2 separate regions of the Zea mays genome follow, and region 1 is linked to region 2. A link is a contact called in public Hi-C data. All regions are on one chromosome and are shown on one strand. Each heading gives the region's core, a stretch centred on a gene start, on an enhancer-like site or on the middle of the called end of the contact. The rest is flanking DNA. Distances are from core to core; before and after follow the strand shown.

Evidence for each region. Hi-C and Micro-C count contacts between places; a contact is called where the count stands out from the background.
Region 1: a Hi-C map of endosperm shows a contact between it and region 2, with 3 times the contacts expected there. The contact joins the promoter of LOC100283829 here to the promoter of LOC100382373 in region 2. A contact is called at or near these places in 5 of 25 Hi-C or Micro-C datasets (bundle sheath, ear, endosperm and 2 more).

What each region holds. Positions count from the first base shown.
Region 1 is chr7:115,954,464-115,959,286 of Zm-B73-REFERENCE-NAM-5.0, reverse strand. LOC100283829 reads left to right here and starts at 3,455. Exons shown (of 10, transcript NM_001156727.2): 1 at 3,455-3,674. The coding sequence starts at 3,540.
Region 2 is chr7:115,536,471-115,541,596 of Zm-B73-REFERENCE-NAM-5.0, reverse strand. LOC100382373 ([Fructose-bisphosphate aldolase]-lysine N-methyltransferase chloroplastic) reads left to right here and starts at 3,189. Exons shown (of 6, transcript NM_001175118.1): 1 at 3,189-3,723; 2 at 3,828-3,856; 3 at 3,941-4,152; 4 at 4,342-4,464; 5 at 4,608-5,012; 6 at 5,103-5,126. The coding sequence starts at 3,233.

The DNA of each region.
Region 1 (4,823 bases), core at 2,206-4,705, 420 kb before region 2:
GTTTATATATATGTGTTTGTTGATTAATTATATATGTGTTTGTTGATTAGTATTATATGTGGTTTATGTCGTTTAGGAAAAACATATGTACGTGGTATATGTGGTTCATTCTTATATTGTTTAGTGGCAGCGAGGTCATGCTGCCGAAATTTTTTTGGTCCTGCTAGCTTGCTGTGGATTTAGAACCTATTCTTGCCTATACATATATATAGGACCGAAACCATTAACGTAGTTGAATAACGTTTTCACGATATGGTTCGGTTTAACAGTCTCAGGCATGGCTGAAGATCGTGCATGGATGTACAATGACTGGAGTAGAAATGGACGTCATTCTGATGAGTGGGTAGCCAAGACCAAAGATTTTGTGGACCACGTATTCGCCTTGTCCTTAACCGGCACTGTCAGATGCCCTTGTAGGCGTCACGAAAACAGTATATTTCTTAATAAGGAAAGAGTTAGCCTAGATCTTTGTCAGTTTGGATTTATGCCCGGATATGAGGTGTGGGAACATCATGGTGAGGTAGTACCCAACAGGAATGTAGAAGAGGAGGAGAACAATGATTGGGCTGACGATGATGCGATGCATGAGATGCTAGATTCGCTACGTGCAGAATTCAACCTAAGCTCCGAGGATCCTGCCACACCAGAGGTTTCCAGATTTTTTAAACTACTAAAAGACTCTGAAGAGCCGTTGCATGAACACACAGATGTGAGTATACTCGCTTTTGTGACTCGGCTCATGTCCATTAAGTCCAAGTACTTTTTCTCGAACAATTGTTACAATGAGATTTTAAAGTTATTAGGAGATGTGCTCCCAAAGCCCAATAAGTTGCCTAAAGACATGTACCAATCAAAGACAATTATCAAAGGTCTCGGTATGGATTATGAGAAGATTGATGCGTGCAAAAATAATTGTATGCTTTTTATGAAGGAGCATGCGAAAGAGAAAAAATGTCTGAAATGTGGACAATCTAGATTTGTGGAAGTTGTTAATGATGAGGGTGAGAAGGTGATGACAGATGTTGCACATAAGCAGCTCCGCTACTTGCCACTAACTCCTCGAGTGAAACGGATGTTTCTATCTAAAAAAACCGCTATGCACATGCGATGGCACAAAGAAGGTGTCCGTGATAACGATGACCTAATCGTGCACCCTTCAGATGGGGATGCATGGAAGGCTCTCGACACGTTTGATCCCGAGTTTGCAGCTGATCCGAGGAATGTTCGAATCGGCCTCGCGGCTTCACACCTTTTGGTCAAATGGCATCATCATACTCATGTTGGCCCGTCTTTGTTATTCCATACAACCTTCCACCTTCTCTTTGTATGAAATATGAATTTATATTTCTTTGCTTAATCATTCCTGGCCCAGACTATCCTGGAAAGAACCTCAATGTCATGTTAAAACCCTTGATTGAAGAGTTGAAGGATCTTTGGAAAGGTGATGAAGCATACGATGTTTTTACAAAACAGATATTCAAACTTCGAGTTGCGTATTTGTGGTCGGTGCATGACTTCATGGCGTATGCTATTTTTACCGGTTGGAGTACACATGGTAGATTGACATGTCCATATTGCGGTTCAGATACAGATTGCTTCCGTCTTGCTCATGGTGGAAAGATCACTTACTTCGATTGTCATCGACGCTGGTTGCCCAGGAAACACCCCTTTAGAAGCGATAAGAAAAACTTTATAAAGAACACTGTGGTCACCAAAGGTCCGCCTAAACGTCTTAACGCGGCAGAAATATATGCTCAGCTGAACAACCTTGTCCTAAATGAAAAGGGGGACAAGTACGAAGGATTCGGAGTGGACCACAACTGGACACATATATGTGGTCTCTGGGAGCTCCCTTATATGTCGTCATTGATTCTTGTGCACAACATTGATGTCATGCACCAAGAAAGTAATGTTGCTGAAGCCCTCATACACACCTGCATGCATTTTGACAAAACAAAGGACAATCTGAAAGCTCGAAGAGATCTAGCAATGCTTTGTGACCGACCAACCCAAGTGCTCAATGACAACGGTAGGCCGCCCCGTGCCTTGTTCTGTCTTACCTCTAAAGACAAGATCGAGGTAATGAGATGGATGAAAAAAATTAAATTTCCCGATGGTTATGCTGCGGGCTTGAAAAGAGCTGTGAATTTGAAAACGGGAAAACTAACTGGGTTAAAGAGCCATGACTTCCATATATTAATGGAGAGGATTATCCCTGTCATGTTTCGTGGTTATATGCCCGACGCCATGTGGCAAGCAATAGCTTATTTTCGGCGGCGTCTGGCCGCCGAAAATGTAGCTGTTGTAGTGCAGGCGAGGTCACCCGATAGTTGGTTTGAGGTCTGGTTAGATCTTTGCTCCAACAATGGTTACTCTCGGTTCCGAAATCGAGACTGGGAGCAATCCTTGGACCTCGGCACAAAGCTATAAATGTCTAGTGCTGGCGGCAGCAGCGAGCATAACCATGAATCTAGTGGCAGGGACCAACGACACAGAACAGTTTTAGGCACAAATGGGAGCTTCAATCCGAGTCATGTGCTAGGCTTGTTCCTAGGCCAAAGTTCATATGTGTAAAAAAAAGTGTGCCAGCTGCCACAACATGTCACATTGGGCCCTCCGCCATTGCAAAATAACACAAAATAACTTATACAATAACTCAAATAACAAAAGTAACAAGTTAATCCCTTACACAACCACTTTGTTCAGTTATCTATAAAAATAGTATATTTATAGTTTGACATGTTATTTATATGATACAAATCACATGTCAAATTAGTTAGCCAACATGAATACATATGATATAAGTGATGTATATATTCTTAAATTACATGTATCATCGGATACCCGTCGGTAAATTTTGATGACAGCATACTGCCTATATATATCTTTATAGGTACTTGAGGCTCATGCACGCGCGGTAAATTTTCATGCTCGTACCTGATATGGAACACCATACCTAATATGAAATCTCATATGTATGGATAAGATTGCCATCCCTATATTAGTCCTGGACCAAGCAAAATATATTTTATGTTTTTATTAATTCGTCTTTGCCAAAAAAGTTGTCACACGATGTCACACACAACTTATATTAGTCAAATGTCCGTGTATTATTACGGTTTTGTATATATCATACGAGTAAATTTTGTTTTAATAAATACAAAATATGTGTGTTCTATTAATTAAGTGGGTGTGAATATGAAGTCAATAACCAAAGTTTGAACCCTTTTGCATAGTTTTATCTTATTTTTGTATAAAGCGAGAAGGGCGGATAACGATGAAAACCGTGGAACCGTGAAAACTAGTACTTTATAGTAGTGATGATGAAATGATATTGTTTTCATCGGTTTTTATTTCATCAATTAAAATGGTGACATGAGTATATTTTTGAAAAAACGAATTAAAAATAAAATTTAATCCGTCAAGGGAAGATGGACTCACGCTCAATGGGCTGAATTTGGGCTTTCCCGTAGAAAACTCAGTCCACGCTTTTGGGCTTTCCCTTTGCCCCTACTCGTCTTCCCCACCGAAGCAGGGTGATGCGGAGGGCGTCGCCTTCGCTGTCTCCGGCGAGGGGCCCGGCGGTCTTCGCCGCCGCGGTCGTGGTGTTTCTGCCGGTCTTATTCCCCGGGTTGTTCTCCCCTCTTGGCCACGCTTTCCCTTCTGTCTTCTCGGTGAGCCCCACTTTCCCCTCCCCACTGTTGCGTCATTCGATTTGAGCAGGCGTAGCGTCATGTCGTCAGCTTGTTTAGTTGCTTCGTGCGGTTTCTGTTGCTAATTTGCGGCGCCTTGGTGAAGCCGCGCCCTTTGTTTGTGGTGCGCAATTGCTGGATCATTTTAGGGGGATTGATGTGGCTGTACTTGTGGAGAAATGGCGTGGCAAAACTGACAAAATTTTAGTTATATTTAATGGTTTATTACGCACCATGTTAGAGAAAATGCAAACTTATGACCTTAGTGGAAATTACTGAACTATAAAGCTACTATCTAAAGAGCTGACTCTTTTGAAGGATCCATGCCTGTATATGTCCTTAAGGATCTTCGTTTTTCTTTTAGTGGTATACTAGTAAATTGCGCGCACCCTGCACGTGTAGAAAATAACGGGGCGTGTAAAAAAGAATTTAGTAATATAAGTAACAGAAATGTTGTAGCTTTCTACCTTAATTGGTTGTCTAGCGAAGCTGATCTAGCTAGACTGGTGGACTTGAAAAGAGTTTGGGATTTAATCGTGCATAGTGACGGATCAAAAATCTAATAGAGTCTTAGACTGATTTTGATATGATAACAAAACATAGCACCCCAAATAAAAGTTCAATTAAAAACAACAAAGTGTGGCGATATTTTGTTCTTTCTTTTGCAAATATTATGACAGATCTTTAGTTTACATAATATTTTAATCATAAGATGCACACAGATATTCTAAATTTGTTCCAAGACTAGTGTACTTTTGTCGTTAGATTAACCAAATTTGATCGCCTAGATATGTGTATTTTTGTCCTCAGAGTAACCAAATTCGATCCAAGAGGTCCACTAACCAATCTAGTCCATTGGGAACGGAAGCACGCCAGCCTTGCCCAGTTGTCGTTCCTGGTGGTGGGCACACGCGCAGCTGCCTCAACCCAAGGACCGATCCATCCAATTCAGTTCTGTGGCGTCTATTCCTCTCTGTCTCCCTCCTGTCTGCGTACTCCGTAGACACGGACTCCTGGATTCAGAGCGGGAGGGCAGAGAGGGCCGGATGGCGGGCTGGCGGCGATGCTGGTGCCTGGTGGGCGCGCTACGGAGGGGGAAGTGGATGCCGACGCGTCTCGCGCCTCCTCGCT
Region 2 (5,126 bases), core at 1,940-4,439:
CAGCTGAAGATAAGGTCATTAGGGCTGTTCTGACACAAGAAACTGAAGGAAATGAGCATGTGGTGACATATCTAAGTTGGAGGTTGTTGGATGCTGAAACGAGGTACTCTTTTATTGAGAAGTTATGCTTATGCTTGTTTTATGCATGCACCAAGTGTAGATGTTATTTACTGTCTAGTCATTGCACTGTTTCTGGTCAAGCCGATGTAATTAAATACATGTTGCATAACCCAATTATGAGTGGTAGAATTGGTAAGTGGGCTTATGCACTCATAGAATATGACTTGGCCTATGAACCATTGAAATATGTGAAAGGTCAGGTCGTAGCGGATTTTATTGTAGAACATCGGATTAATGATACTCATAAACTAGACATGTCATACCTCACTATTACTCCTTGGACTTTATATTTTGATAGATCGGTTTGCAATAAAGGGCAAGAGATTGGCATTGTGCTTGTTTCACCAAGTAATATCTCCTTCGACTTCTCTAGCCGATTGAAAACTTATTGCACTAACAATCAAGCCGAATATGAAGCCCTTTTGTTCGGCTTGGAACTTTTAAATTGTATGTGAGTAAAACATGTAAAGTCATTTGGTGATTCTCAGCTGGTCGTCCAACAAGTGTTAGAAGAATATCAATGTTTTGATAGTACTCTAAATAGTTACCTTGAAAAATGTTGGAGCATAATCCATTCTTTTGACGAATTCAGTATTCGGCATATCTCTAGAGTTGATAATCATAGAGCTAACAATTTGGCACAAGATGCATCAGGTTATCGGATAAAGTGAGGGAAATTTCACAATACTGAAAATCTGATAACCAGTGCAGGGCCAAATCCCCAGGTCGCGGACCGTCTGCGTGAAGACGTCGGACCGTCCGGGGTTACCAGGAAAGTTCTCCTAATCGATTCGGCTGATAATAAAGCCAATGCAAGTGATTGGAGGACGCCCATAACTAATTATTTACGAAATCCTAATGTCAGGACAGATAAGAACATTCGGCGTACGACTTTCAAGTATGTTTTAATGAGTGATGAACTCTATCGCCGAACAGTCAACGACGTCCTGCTTAAGTGCTTGGGCCCAGATGATGCTATATTAGCCATGGCCGAAGTACATGAAGGAATTTGTGGTACCCATCAATCGGCTCCAAAGATGAAGTGGTTGTTACGAAGGTCTAGTTTTTATTGGCCTAATATGATAGCTGATTGTTTCAAGTACTACAAGGGTTGCCAAGTGTGTCAAAAATTCGGTGACCTACAATTGGTCCCTGTAGCCGAATTACATCCTATCATCAAGCTTTGGCCTTTTAGAGGATGGGGATTAGACTTTATTGGGAAAATTCATCCTTCATCATCAAAGGGGCATCGGTTCATGTTAGTTGCCACTGACTACTTTACCAAATGGACTGAAGCCGTTGCTCTGAAGAACATGACACACAAGGAGGTAATTGAGTTCATAACTGAGCATATTATTCATAGATTCAACATTCCCCAGACCTTGACTACGAATCAAGGGACTTCTTTTATGTCAAAGGAGGTACGTGAATTTGTTGAATTATATAGAATTAAGTTGTTTAATTCATCTCCATATTATGCTTAGGCCAATGGACAGGCCGAGTCTAGTAACAGGACATTGATTAACTTGATAAAAAAGAAGATATCTGATAATCCTAAGCATTGGCATAAGATTTTGTCCGAAGCTTTATGGGCTCACAGAATATCTAAACATAGTGCTACTAAAGTGTCTCCTTTTGAGCTTGTCTATGGGCAGGAAGCAGTGTTGCCTGTGGAAATAAGTTTGAATGTTGTCAAGTTCGCCAGACAAAATGATCTAATTTTCACTGATTATTACAATGCAATGATGGATAATATTGATGAGGTGACCGACAAGAGGGTGATAGCTTTGGGAGCAATAGAAAAGGACAAGATCATGGTAGCCCGGGCCTACAACAAGGTCAAAGTAAAGTCATTTTAAGTAGGGGACCTGGTGTGGAAGACCATCCTGCCTCTAAGGAATAAAGACCGGAAGTTTGGAAAATGGTCGCCAAGCTGGGAGGGTCCTTATAAAGTAAACATGTAATATTTGGTAACGCCTATTTACTATAAATATTACAAGGCAAGGATTTACCCAAAGCTTTGAATGGACGTTTTCTCAAGCAGTACCATCCTAGTATGTGGCAAGATGCTTAAGAAAATCGATGTGATCACATCGAGTTAAGATGCTTTTGGTTTGCCCATCTCCACCAAAAGGCAGGGGGCATATGTTTGGCACCAAAATGAGCGTGCGGACGGTCCGGCCCTGAGGCCGGACAGTCCGCGCCTGTGGGCCGGACGGTCCGCGCGTGCGCAGAGCAGATTAGGGTTCCGAGTTTTGTGCTACGGTTGTTAGCTAGATTCGCAGAATTAGCTCGGAAATCAGTTGTGTAAAGGGTCCAGCCCCCTCCTGTATAAATAGAGAGGTATACGGCCGATTTGTAATCAGCAATCGAATCAAAACACTTCTATTTCGCATTTATTTCCTATGAGTAGTTATAGTCTAGTTCTAGTTTAGCCTTCCGATCCCCAAATTCTTCGCCTCTACGTGGATTAGAGGAGTCTAGGTCGGCCTGCCCGAGCCTAGATAACTCCTAGGATCTCTCCTCCCCGACGGGGTCTCTCCCGGGAGCGAGATCCAGGCGTCGCCGGCGATCTTCCGCCGCCCGGACCGTCTGGCCGTCAGGCAGTAAGCCCTAGCCCCTGCGCCAGGTCGCGGACGGTCCGGCCCCTCGTCGTGGACCGTCCGCGTCTGACCAGAGAGCACCGTCACGGTTCTTGTTGAGTGTTTGGCGCTCCAAAAAAGCGTCAACAATTTCTTAAAAATATATACTACAGTTGGAGAAGTTCATCTTGAGCTAAAAGCTGTAATTCTGATCGGACGGAGTATCTGAATTGTGTAATTTCGTTGAACGACCCATCTCATATGTGTTCTACAAGGAGCCGATCATCATCTGCCTATGACTTATGAGCGGTCGTGAATCATTTTTGAGATAATTCGTGGAACATCTACAGGATAATTAACCTCCTGTTTCCTAGAGGGAAAACACCTATTGGCACGGACTCGGTCGGCATTTCACCGCTGATCATATCCACTCCCGCCATAATAACTACTTATGGATATGGAAACCAACGGCCGTCGTCGTCCAAACCACTACCTCCGTCGCAGGCGCAGGCCGCGCAGTGCAGGGAATCATGGCCACGCTCTACCAGCACCACCTCCTCCCCCTGCAGCGTCTCCCCAACTCCCCCCGCCGACCGCCTCCTCGCCTCCGCCTCCCCACGAAGCCATCGAGGCACCACAATCGGCAGCTACGACCCCGCGCGGCAGCCAGCACAACGGCCACAGTGTCTGCGATGGAGGACTTCCGCCGGTGGCTCGCCTCTCATGGCGCGGGCGATGGAGGAAAAGCCATTCCAGCCGCCGTGCCGGAGGGTCTCGGCCTCGTGGCGGCGCGCGATCTGCCCCGCGGGGAGGTGGTCGCGGAGGTGCCTAAGAAGCTCTGGATGGACGCCGACGCCGTCGCGGCCTCCGACATCGGCCGCGCCTGCGGCGGCGGAGGGGGCCTCCGGCCCTGGGTCGCCGTCGCGCTGCTGCTCCTCAGTGAGGTCGCGCGCGGGGCGGACTCGCCGTGGGCGCCCTACCTGGCCATCCTCCCGCGCCAGACCGACTCCACCATCTTCTGGTGAGTGAGAGGACGCCGATCGCTCCATTTGTGTTTGGCTGCTTCTGCAGTTCTGCGCTATTCTCGTTCTGATGTTTGAGTGGCGCTTGGTGCCTCCAGTGCAGGTCTGAAGAAGAGCTCCTAGAGATACAAGGTCAGTGTGCAATGCAAAAGTTCTTGCCAGTTGTTGTGTGCTGGGATCTCTCGGTAACTTTTATGCTACTTCTGTCACTTGCAGGAACACAGTTGCTAAGCACCACAGTGGGCGTGAAAGAGTATGTGCAAAGCGAATTTGATAGTGTTCAAGCAGAGATCATAAGCACAAATAAGGACCTGTTCCCAGGTAGCATAACATTTGATGATTTCCTATGGGCATTTGGAATGCTCAGATCAAGGGTGTTTCCAGAGCTCCGCGGAGATAAGCTTGCTCTCATACCATTTGCTGATTTGGTAATATGCAATACATATTGGCGTTTTCCAGATTCTAATCCCACTTGCTACGATTCTTCTTATTGTTGTTAAATGGTCCTAGTTGTAATTTCCATGCTTAAGGTACCATGTCAAAAGGATTCAAATAAGGCATTATTTGAATGTTGGAAATGCATTCTTTAAAATTATTTTGCTTGCTTCGCAAATCAGGTTAATCACAGTCCTAATATCACCTCAGAAGGGTCAAGTTGGGAGATCAAAGGAAAGGGTCTTTTTGGTAGGGAACTCATGTTCTCCTTGCGAACACCAGTGAATGTTAAATCTGGACAGCAGGTACAGATGATGTTCCATTTTTCTGCACTAGGTGCACTGTTTTCATGGCTTTCAGCATCTATATGCAATAGTGGATGCTTCAAGTTCAAGTGACAAGCTAAAACGTGCAATTTGTAACTGAGCACTGAGATTTGCATTTACAGATATATATCCAGTACGATCTGGACAAGAGTAATGCTGAACTGGCACTAGACTATGGGTTTGTGGAATCAAATCCATCAAGGGATTCGTTTACTGTGACCCTGGAAATCTCTGAATCTGATCCATTTTATGGAGACAAGCTTGACATTGCAGAGGCAAACGGACTGGGGGAAACCGCATACTTTGATGTAATCCTCAACGAACCCCTTCCCCCTCAAATGCTCCCTTACCTGCGATTACTTTGCATTGGTGGAACAGATGCATTTCTCTTGGAAGCACTCTTTAGGAATTCAGTTTGGGGCCACCTTGAACTGCCATTGAGTCCTGACAATGAGGAATCAATATGTCAGGCCATGCGAGATGCCTGCAAATCAGCCCTTGCTGACTATCATACCACAATAGAAGAGGTTTACCAATTGATTAGATGTAGCTATTCTTTTCCTTCATCTTTTTTATCTTAATTAATTAATCTTATGAAACATGTGTGGAATATTCAGGATGAAGAACTATCGGGAAGAGAG